Linked DNA regions of Rattus norvegicus: region 1 is linked to region 2. Evidence: chromatin contacts called from public Hi-C data. All regions are on one chromosome and are shown on one strand. The core of a region is the stretch at or near the end of the contact, and the rest is flanking DNA. Distances in the headings are between cores, read along the strand shown. Region 1 holds the start of Nrip1 (nuclear receptor interacting protein 1). Region 2 holds the start of Hspa13 (heat shock protein family A (Hsp70) member 13).

Evidence for each region. A called contact is a pair of places that touch in the nucleus more often than the background predicts.
Region 1: a Hi-C map of mammary epithelial cells shows a contact between it and region 2, with 2.5 times the contacts expected there. The contact joins the promoter of Nrip1 here to the promoter of Hspa13 in region 2. A contact is called at or near these places in 4 of 12 Hi-C or Micro-C datasets (the A7r5 cell line, Schwann cells, frontal cortex and 1 more).

The regions. Positions count from the first base shown.
Region 1 is chr11:28,465,011-28,470,359 of GRCr8, reverse strand. Nrip1 (nuclear receptor interacting protein 1) reads left to right here and starts at 3,948. Exons shown (of 4, transcript NM_001100560.2): 1 at 3,948-4,125.
Region 2 is chr11:27,874,756-27,879,655 of GRCr8, reverse strand. It overlaps Hspa13 (heat shock protein family A (Hsp70) member 13), which reads left to right and starts at 2,758. Exons shown (of 5, transcript NM_019271.2): 1 at 2,758-2,785; 2 at 4,255-4,595. The coding sequence starts at 2,761.

The sequences.
Region 1 (5,349 bases), core at 2,699-5,198, 590 kb before region 2:
TGACTAAGTGATTCCACTTGTGTGTGATTAGTTACACATGTGCACATAGCACATGTGTGTTCAAGTTTTCACGATGTGCATTTCTACTTTCTCATAACTTTCTACTGGTAATACTCTATTTATACTCTATTTCCTTCCTGAGAACCCCTTTCTCATTCTGCTGACTTAGCAAATTCCAACCTTCCATCAGTGAGCTGAAGCACAATTTTTCTGATAAAATGTTTTCTGACCCCCCTTGGCCTAATATCTATAGCTCAGATAAAAATAAACTCTGTTCTCTAGGGCATGACAGTGACTTGGCCAACATCTACTGAATGCCTACAGTTTGCTGGTCACCAGGCTAAATGTTGGAGGTAGGTCAACGTGAGCAGGGGCGGGGCTTAGACCTTGTTGTTGCATACTTTCATCCTAGAAAGGAATGTTGACAGGCTGAACATTACAAAAACTGACTTGCAGGATGCTGGGCATGAGACATGTAGGGAACATATGAAAATCTGTCTAAAACTACTTGTGGATATGCATAGGGAGATAAGCTATAATATTGAATTCCAGTGGACTGATAAACTTTTTTAAAAACTTATTTATATTTTATTTGCATTGGTGTTTTGCCTGCGTGTATGTCTGTGTAAGGGTGTCAGATCCAGGAGTTACCGACAGTTGGAGCTGCCATGTGGGTACTGCAAATTGATCCTGAATCCTCTGACAGAGTAGTCAGTGTTCTTAACCACTGAGCTGTCTCTCTAGAGCCAACCGATAGAGTTTTTATAACACATATGTTTAGGTATATAAACTGAATAACATCTTTTCACATTACACACGCTTCTTATGAGAACTGACTTGCAAATACAAATTACTGCAGAGACATTTGTACATCCCGTATACCCCATTATCTAGATACTGACCCCCTTAGCCTGGATGTTTATAGTTTTTAAAATAAAATTATTACATAAACAGTAGGAGATGGAGCTCACTGGGAAAGACCAGCCAGCGTGTATGAGGCTTCGTTCCTGGGAGCAGAAAAGAAACTGTGTGTATGCGTGTGGATGTGTGTGCTCTGCACACGTGTAGAGTTCAGAGGACAACTTTATGGAGTGTGTTCCAACGGTGAGATTCAGGTACACAGGTTTGTGTGCTAAGTGCTTTAAGCCCTGAGCCATCTTACTGGCTCAGTACTGCTCTTCTATTTAATAGAAATAATAAATACAAAATGATCTTTGCACAATTAGCAATTCTACATGAGGTATGTTTAATTTAACACAAGCATATTATCAAGAAGAGTCCAGGATTTTACTTATTATGTTGGGTGGGGGAGGTCAGCTTTGGTACACCATTTAATGTATAGCTGTTGGAGTTTTAGCAATGATATTTGGCAAGCAGAACAAGATTTAGCTTACTGGGCGATCTTGGAGATCTAAAACTTCTTTTAAAAGTGAGAAAAATGTTTTACAAAGTAACGTTAGAGTAGGTTCAAATATTTGTCCCCAAGTCTGTTGCTGTGGTCCTCTGTGGGAGCTTCACTCTCCTACATGCAATTTATTACTTAGTTTAACTTTATATTAATTGCGACAGGCTATCTGAACCAGAGAAGAAACTGCCAATCAGAAGAGAAGAAAATGTTTGCCTATTGGTAAGTGAAGCTTGAAATGTCTTCAGTATATGTGCGTGCGTGCGTGCGTGTGTGTGTGTGCAGGGGCCTGAACCCATTGCCTTACACATACTAGCCAAGTATGCTTTATCTCTTTGCCTCATCCCTATCTTAGTTTTACAAAATTGGGTCTGGTTTTGGAACTTCATTGTCCTTGAACTTGCTAAAAAGTCCTAGATGACCTCCAACTTCCCACTTCCCGTCTCAGCCTCCCAGTTGATTACAGCCTTGTACCACTGTGGCTAACTGGACGCATTTGTTGAATCTGCTATAATCTACCACAAAGATGACTTTTAACAAAACTGACATTGGGTTTTCAAAACAAAACCAACAACAACCAGGCCCAATAAAATGAGATACATTTAGAATGTCTTTGTATAATATTAAAAAAAATTTGAAGAGCTAAGTTACAATCATTCTGGTCATTTAATTTGTAATCATTTGCTTTGTGTCAATCCGGGATATATGCTGTCCAAAAGATAATGGTGCCTGGGACAAGTGCTGCCTTTACTAGTTTGCTTTAAGCAGATTTTGAACAGTGGGAAATGCACGTGCTATGCTGTTACATGAGATTTACACATTAGATGAAAACAGATTGCAGAGGTGAATCTCTAGGAGAAGAGAGAGTATTTTAATATGTACTATCAGCATTAAGCAAAAATACTTCTAGCATGCGCTCAGGACTGAGCTAGGGTATAGCTTTATGAAGAATTAATTTGAAAAATTGCCTTTACTTTAAAGATTGGGAACATACTCCAGACCCTGCTCATTTGAAAAATCGGAAAAATAGCTATAGAGCTATTATATAACAGTAAAGAACACAGTGGGGTCCCTTGGATAATTTTTGGTTTCGGTGTACATCAATAACTGCTTCCGAAGGCTACCGAAATTCCTAAGAATATGAAAACGTGTGTATGAGAGTAGACAGCTTCATCCACAAAATTGTCTTAGTCAGTAAGTATTTTAACACAGGCATAGCACTTCAGAGTTTAGGGTGAACCAAAGATGTACTTTAGAGTGGTTTTTTTGTTTTTTTTGTTTTTGTTTTTGTTTTTTTTTATGTCAAGCGAAAACAACTTCTGCAAATGATTCTTTTCATGGCAAGATGCTAGAGTCAAAAACAAACGTGACATCTGGGGTAGGGGGAGCGTTAAAAGGAGGCTTCACAAGTAACATATGAAGGGAGTAGAGAGAATAGGATTTTAAAGCAGAAAACACAAGGAGAGGAAGAGATCACGGTTTCGTCTTTTTCTCTCCTCCCTCCACTTTCTAGCCTCACCAATCTGTTAGCCCCCCTCAAATTCAGAGGCGGGTTCAGCAAGACCAGGCTGCAGGAAACCCAGGTTTCGCTGCACTGCCACCCTGGCTCCGTGATGTAATTGTTATTTATTGAGACTCTGAACCCAGCAGAGCTGCTTAAAGAAGTGCCAGCCCATCTTCTAGTCCTGTTGGGTCAGATCCTTCCTGGGGGTGGTGCAGATTGGCGGGCAGACCCTACTGGAGACTTCGCAGTGACAAAGCAGCAGAAGATAAACCAGGTTCCTGGGTCCTGCGTCCGTCTAGGGAGCTGAGCTGTGCACTCCTCAGGTCTCCTTCCCAGTTTTCCGCTTGCAATCATGCCATATTTATTACTGGGTCCTACTAGGTGCTGAGGATGGGGTCAAAATGACCTAGAGTTATAGCGCCGTGGCTTCCGGAATTTAAGCGGGACACAGATTTCAAGGAGGTGGAAAATTGAGGGTGGGTAAAGGGCTCCAAGAGAACGCGTATTTGTGGGTTGAAACGGGAGAAAGGGAGACATTTAAGGTGCCAGCCCTTAGGTGGGGAACCTGGGGTAGGGTTAAGGCGCCCCGACTCCCCTTTGGTGCCCCCAGCGTTTGCCCCCGCAAGGGTGACATGGGCTATCGCCTGGCCCCTAGCGGGGAATCTGTCCAGGCGGCTGGCTGGACGCGGCTGGGAAGCCAGGGCGCCGGCTCGGGGAGCAAAGCACCCCCCTTCTCCGGTTCAACCGCGTCCTCCCTCTGCCTTCAAGGCCGCTCAGACCCGGACCCCCACCCGGAGCACCGGCGAGAAGGCCTGCAGACGCCGGGTGGGCTCCCGGGCTCCGGCAAGCCGCCGGGTGCGCGCTCCGCCCGGGTGACAATGGGAGGGAGGGGCAGAAAAGGGTTAAGAAACTTGGCTGAAGAGCTGAATGGCGTGGAGCAGCGAGGGGAGGGACCCGGCCGCCGCGAAGTCGGCGGCGGAGGGAGGAGCGCGGCTGCGGCGGGCGGGCGGCGAGCGAGGCGCTCAAAGTCAGCCTCGCAGACATTGCAGCAGAGCCCCGAACTCGGGAGGCGACGGCGACCGCGGCGCAGGCGGAGGACGAGCCGGCCCCAGCCCGCCGGTGCGCAGCGCCCGTGGCCTCGCGCGGCCGCAGGGCACGGCTAACCTGGGAAGGAGGGAGCGACGCGGATCGGCGGCCCGGAGCCGCGGCGGCCTCGGTGAGTGGCGATCGCGGCCCGGGCTCCGTGCGGAGCTCGCTGAGCGGACGCCGAGCCGCCCGGGCACGGCCTGGGTGCGCGGCCCGTGGAGGCGGCGGAGGCCGGGGGAGGCCCGCGGGGGGCTCCAGGGACACGGATCCCGGGGACAGCGCGCCGCCGCGCCCCTCTCCGGCTCTCCCCGGGAACTCGCGGGCCCGGCCGGCGCAGCCGCCAAGTTGTGGAGTTCCCAGCCGCGGGCTCGTCCGTGCCAGCCTTGGCGCGAGGGGCGCAGCCGCCCTGGGTGTAATGCGCCGGGACCCACGCGGGTGGCCGGATCGCGGGGCCCGGGTCGAGCTCGCCCGCCCGCCCGGCTGCCCCCGTTGGCCCCGAGCCCCGGGCGCTGGCTGCAGCCCCGCTCGGTCCTGCCGCCCAGCGGTGCTCGCGGTGGCGCCCGCGCAGCTCCCCGCCTATCGCCGGTTTCTCCCTTGCGCGGTGCTCGCCGATTCCCGGCCGGGAAAAGTGACTCGGAGAAGGGACAGCGCTGAGCCCCAGGCCCGGCCTGCTGGGCACGAGCTCCCCGCCTGCCGAGGAGGGCGAGGCCCCTTGCACCCGAGGCCTCAGCCCAGTTCCCCCAGCATCCGAGAGGGGTTCACTCGGGTGAGCCTGGTGAAGTCCTGAGAGACTGCTCTTCTCTCTGGTGCCACTGTCCTCCTTACTACTATTGTTGCTAGAAGAAACCCTCTTCCGCGGAAACATTCCCCTAGACCCTCCCATCCTTCCCAAAGTAGTTTCCAAATTTTAATCAGGAGTTGATATTCAGACGGAAGGAACAAAGGAATCCACTGTGTTTAAAAGGCGGACAGGCAGTGAGTCTGACACATGTTGATCTCTGAGGCATTCCACGAGTTTCTACCTTCCATCATGTCAGAAATTTAATTGGATTCTGGCGGTCGCAAACGAAGTATGAAACGTTAGGTAATTTTACGTTAAAATACTTTACTTTTTTAAATTAATGGATCATTTTAGTTAGAGGGAAGTCCGGACATTGTTAGGTGCAAGAACTTTTAACTCTTTTTTTTTTGATGGCACCAGGCTGGAGTTTGTCTGCTCTTGTAACTGATTGTGACACTGAGCGAAAACAGTGTTTTTAGAGAAAGAGAGACAGTCTAAAAGTAAAACAAGATTGGAGTGTCTGTGTGTCTGTCTGTCTGTGTGTATGCTTAAACGATGTGTAGTCTATCTCTT
Region 2 (4,900 bases), core at 1,509-4,008:
AACTCAAGAGACTGTTTATATTGGCTCACCATTCCAGAAGGCTAGCTACTCATATTGGCAGGAGAGATGTGACAGCGGGCCACTAGTGCAGGAAGCTACAAGACTATACCAAGTGTAGTCAAGCTACCAACTCTGAAAGCCTGCTTCCCAGTGATGGACTTCCTCCAAAAAGTCTCCATGTTCTAACTTCCCCAAAGAGCAGCAAGAGCTAGGTAGCAAGTGTCTATCTACAGGAGCCCGGAGGGGACATTTCTCTTTCAAAGGACAACAGCATGGTGGGCAGAGAGACAATGAACAGTGCTTGAATCGCTAATCGTCCTGTTAGGAATCTAATGGCTGGTGAGCCTAATGACCCTCTGCCTCTAGTCTGTTGGTAATTGGGTCACTTTTATCTGGAGTACTTCGGCTACTTCGTATCTTCCCATCAACCTTCACTGTCACATTTCAAAGACAGCACAAACAAACAAACAAACAAACAAACAAAATCCCCCAAACTCTGGAATACTGGAACTTCTCTTCATAGTAAAACTACGTAGGCCCTCTCCAATCTTGTTCTTTCCCAGGGATCACACGAATACTGTGGCACACAGCATTCCTTTTTACAGTGACAGAAAAGAGAAATGTAATTAAGTTTCCCAATTCACCTTCTCTCTTTCCTTTCTTGTTGCCAGTGGCTACCACCATGCTAAGCACACAGTAACTGTTGAATAATATTTATTAAAATTATAATTACCATGAAAATCATCGACTGGATGTTTGAATTATGCTTTCTTCATTCTTCGTAAGAATTTTGGTGGATAGTGGTCATATATTGACACGCTTTTCATATTTCACACAACGAAGCATTTAAAAACACAAAAGTATAAAAACACAAAAGTATTATAATGGGTCTCTATTAGCCATAATTCAGATTTAAAATCATTATATATATGTGACTATAGCTATCTATTGATAGGTAGATAGCTACATGTAGATATAGACCAATACATCATAAAGTATGTAGATGGCTAGAAAGATAATAAAGAGATACAAAATTTTACACAAATAGAAAACCAGTAGAGGTTTTCCCACATCTAGTAGCACTGTTGTCAGTTGGGACTGCTTGCTTTGCATCTAGAACAGAGAAGCAGATTTAAGTTTCTAGGACATTAAGTGTTCATAAACTTTCCCAATAGTAAAATCATGACTTATTAAGTTATATCAAATATTAAATAGTGAGGGGGAAAAATCAGGTTTTTACATACTAAAACGCACAAGTATCCTCAGTAATTGTGGTTAATCTTTTCGAGTTGCTAGAATTCAGAACCATTATGGAAGTAAACTTCCGGGTACGTATATGAGGGAGTTTCTGATCCAATTAAGATGAAAAGACTTCGCCTAACTGTAAGTGCTACAATTTGATCCAGCAGGTTCAAAGGTGAATGAGAGGGAGGAGAGGGAGGGGGAGGGGGAGGGAGAGGGAGAGGGAGAGGGAGAGGGAGAGGGAGAGGGAGAGAGGGAGAGGGGGAGGTGGAGGTGGAGGTGGAGGGGGAGGGGGGAGGAGGGGGAGGGGGGAGGGGAGGGGGGAGGGGAGAGGGAGAGGGGGAGGGGGAGGGGGAGGGGGAGGGGAGGGGGAGGGGGAGGGGGAGGGGGAGAGGGAGGGGGAGGGGGAGGGGGAGGGGGAGAGGGAGAGGGAGAGGGAGAGAGGGAGAGGGAGAGAGGGAGAGGGAGAGAGCTTGCATTTCCTCTCTCTGCTTCCTGACTAAAAATCTTGCCTCCTAGACTTCCTTGTACGATGAACTATACCATTGAACTTTGAGCCAAAATAAATCTTGTCTTCTTCAAATTGCTTTGCTAATGTATTTCAGAGCAGCAAGGAGAAAAGAAATCGGATAGTCAACGGAAGTGACAGGACCTGTCCAGGAAGGCAATGGTGGGCACTTATGACATAATTAACGCGAAAAGTAGAGTGCATCGTTTCATATGTATTTGTAATAGCGTATCCGAATGTTAGTATTAGATTTAAAAATATCTTGGATAAGCCGTGGCGTCTTGGATAAACCTCAGTCCTATAGAGCCCGCGAAATAATTTACTGCCAATAGCGCCGGCTTGGCGATGCTTTTAGGGATTACAGGGACGTTTACAATGCAAAGAACTGCCCCACTGCGGAATGAAAAGGGGGCTTTGGAGGGCTTAGGAGATGTCTATCTAGAATCTTGATTTCGACCAAAGGCATAAGAGGCTGAATAATAAAGCAAAACAAAAAAACAAACAAACAAAAAAACAAAAACAAAAACAAAAACAAAAAAAACCCGGAAGTTTGAATCCCGCGCCAGCCTGGCAGCGCAACCCACCTCAGATTCTTAATCGGTTTTATCCTCCTTACGGCGTCTAAACTATGGACGGTCCAGAACTGCAGCTCCCACAGTACAATGCGGAGAGGCGGGGCTACCGCAAATGTTTATACCGCAAGTAGGCTCTCCTAGTTTCGGGTTTGATGAATGGCAAACTCCGGGCTTTCCCAAAGGCTGCTCCCTCAACAAAGCCTGGTTTGTTGGGCCTTCGTGCGTCGGGAGGCCGAGTCTTTCCTCACTGGCTTGCGTGGGATCCGCCCCGCGGCCTGATGGTAGATGAAGTCTTCGCTGTGGTGAGAGTCGTAGTTCCTCCATCTACCTCCGAACTGAAGAACTACATTTCCCAGGAGGCAACGGGAGAGTGGGCGGCTAGGGGGCGGTGCCTCCCGTCGGTACAGTCATCCTTCTGCCTGTTCGGCGGGACTGATGGCCGGAGAGATGACGATCTTAGGTCAGTACCTCAGGGGTCCTTGCGGTTATGGCAGTCGACAAGGCGATTTCAAGAGGTCTGGTGGGCATGGGTTGGTTGTCTCACCCCCCTGAATCATAGGTCACACAGCCGAAGGGAACCTGAAAAGGGGACTAAGGTTTGGAGCTGGTGGGGGCGGGGCGCCTGGAGCCGGTGTCTGGCTGGTGGAAGACTTTTGGGGTCCTGCCCTTAGCCGCAGGTCAGGGGGTCGTGGGCCTAGGAATGCAGATGACCTCGGTCTTGAATTGGTAGCTGAAATCTGTTCTATGTGCAAGAACCCACTGTGACTAAGAAGGGGATCTGGATGAAGACACTTAGCTTCATTCTGGATGCCGAGTTGGGGGGGGGGGGGGGGATACTGGTCCCTGTTCATTTGTAACTGGATTCTCTTTCGAACATACCGTTTGGGAATCACATTCCCTTGCCAAAACGTGATGAGATGCCTTTGAGATTTGTCTGTGGTTTGGAAGAGACAAGTGGATAGGTTCTTGGTCTGCTATGATTGCATGTGCCAGGCGTTGAAGGAGCTAGCAATTACCGGCGGCACTATAGACTGACATTCTGGGTTTGTAGCATGTGTGAGTGGGAACAGGTGTATGACACAGACTAGCGAGACCAAGTAAGATACCAATTCTAAACTCAAAGTGATGTCCTTATTCGCTTCTGTGTACAATATGCACGACGTTTATGTATGATCTGTTTCCTTTGATATTTGCTAAGCCTCTGCTCTTGATAGGCCATACAATGGTGAACTGAACTTGAACTTGCCTTTGGGAAGCGTCCATATTGTTGCTGTCAGGGTTAGCACTTGTACACTTCTTCCCTAACTGCTACCTCTTTGAGAAGTGTATCCTTAATGCCTGCTTAAGTATGCAAAAACTCTCCTGGAACTGTGTTAGGGGGTAACAATAATACCTACGTAGTTTTCAGATCAGCGCATCCAACTTTATGAATTTTATCCTTTTGAATGGGTAAAGACAAAAATCAAAGAGGTTAGCCTTACATACCAGAGCCTTCACTGTGAGAAAAAGCTTTTGTTGTGAGAATTTCAGAATGGCATTTTATTTTAGTAATGACAGGTAAGTGAAGCTGTCAATCTACATGGCAATGAGACAAGAAAACTGGATTATATCCACCTTTTGCTACCCATTTGTGATATTTTCATTCAACAACAGCAAAATTATTACTTAAGTATCTTTGCATTTTATTCCTTTATCCCAGAAATACAGTTATGAGGGCTTTTGGTTTTGGGTTTGTTTGTTTTTTTTTTTTTTTTTTCGTCTTTAATTGTGGCCTAATGGAATGTTAAAAGTTTGATGTCCAAAACAAGTACTTACTAATCCTATAAAGTAAAATGTTTTATGATTCGTTCCAAAAGCGGTGTTCAGGAGACGCTGCTGTAGACGCAGGATTTGATAGCAGCTCCATAAAAGCCTGTCTTACTTTTTCAGGTTCCGCTGTCTTGACTCTCCTGTTGGCTGGCTACTTGGCACAACAGTATTTACCACTGCCAACTCCAAAAGTGATTGGCATTGACCTGGGTACCACCTACTGTTCCGTCGGTGTATTTTTTCCTGGAACAGGGAAAGTAAAGGTGATCCCAGATGAAAACGGGCATATTAGCATCCCCAGCATGGTGTCCTTCACTGATGGCGATGTGTATGTGGGCTATGAAAGCCTAGAGCTGGCAGACTCCAATCCTCAGAACACAATATATGATGCTAAAAGGTTCATAGGTAAGATTTTCACCCCTGAAGAGCTGGAGGCTGAAATTGGCAGATACCCATTTAAGGTATGAAATTAATCTAAACTCTGTGTCCATTTGATTTAACTGCACTGTTTCAATTCATGCTTTGGCTTCACAGTACGAACCATTTCGTCTCCACTGGCTTTATATGCCAGGGAGTTGTGTCTTCTCAGTAAGAAGTTCCACAGCAGCTACAGGGCGAATCTGGTCAGGAAATGGGGCCTTACTGTGCACTCATTCCGTCATCATCTCAGGATCCAATTAGTTCTTTCAGGATATTTTAGGAAGGATGTTGAAGCCCCACGCACTGTGGATGGGTATTCTCTACCTATGTACATTTTTATATACAT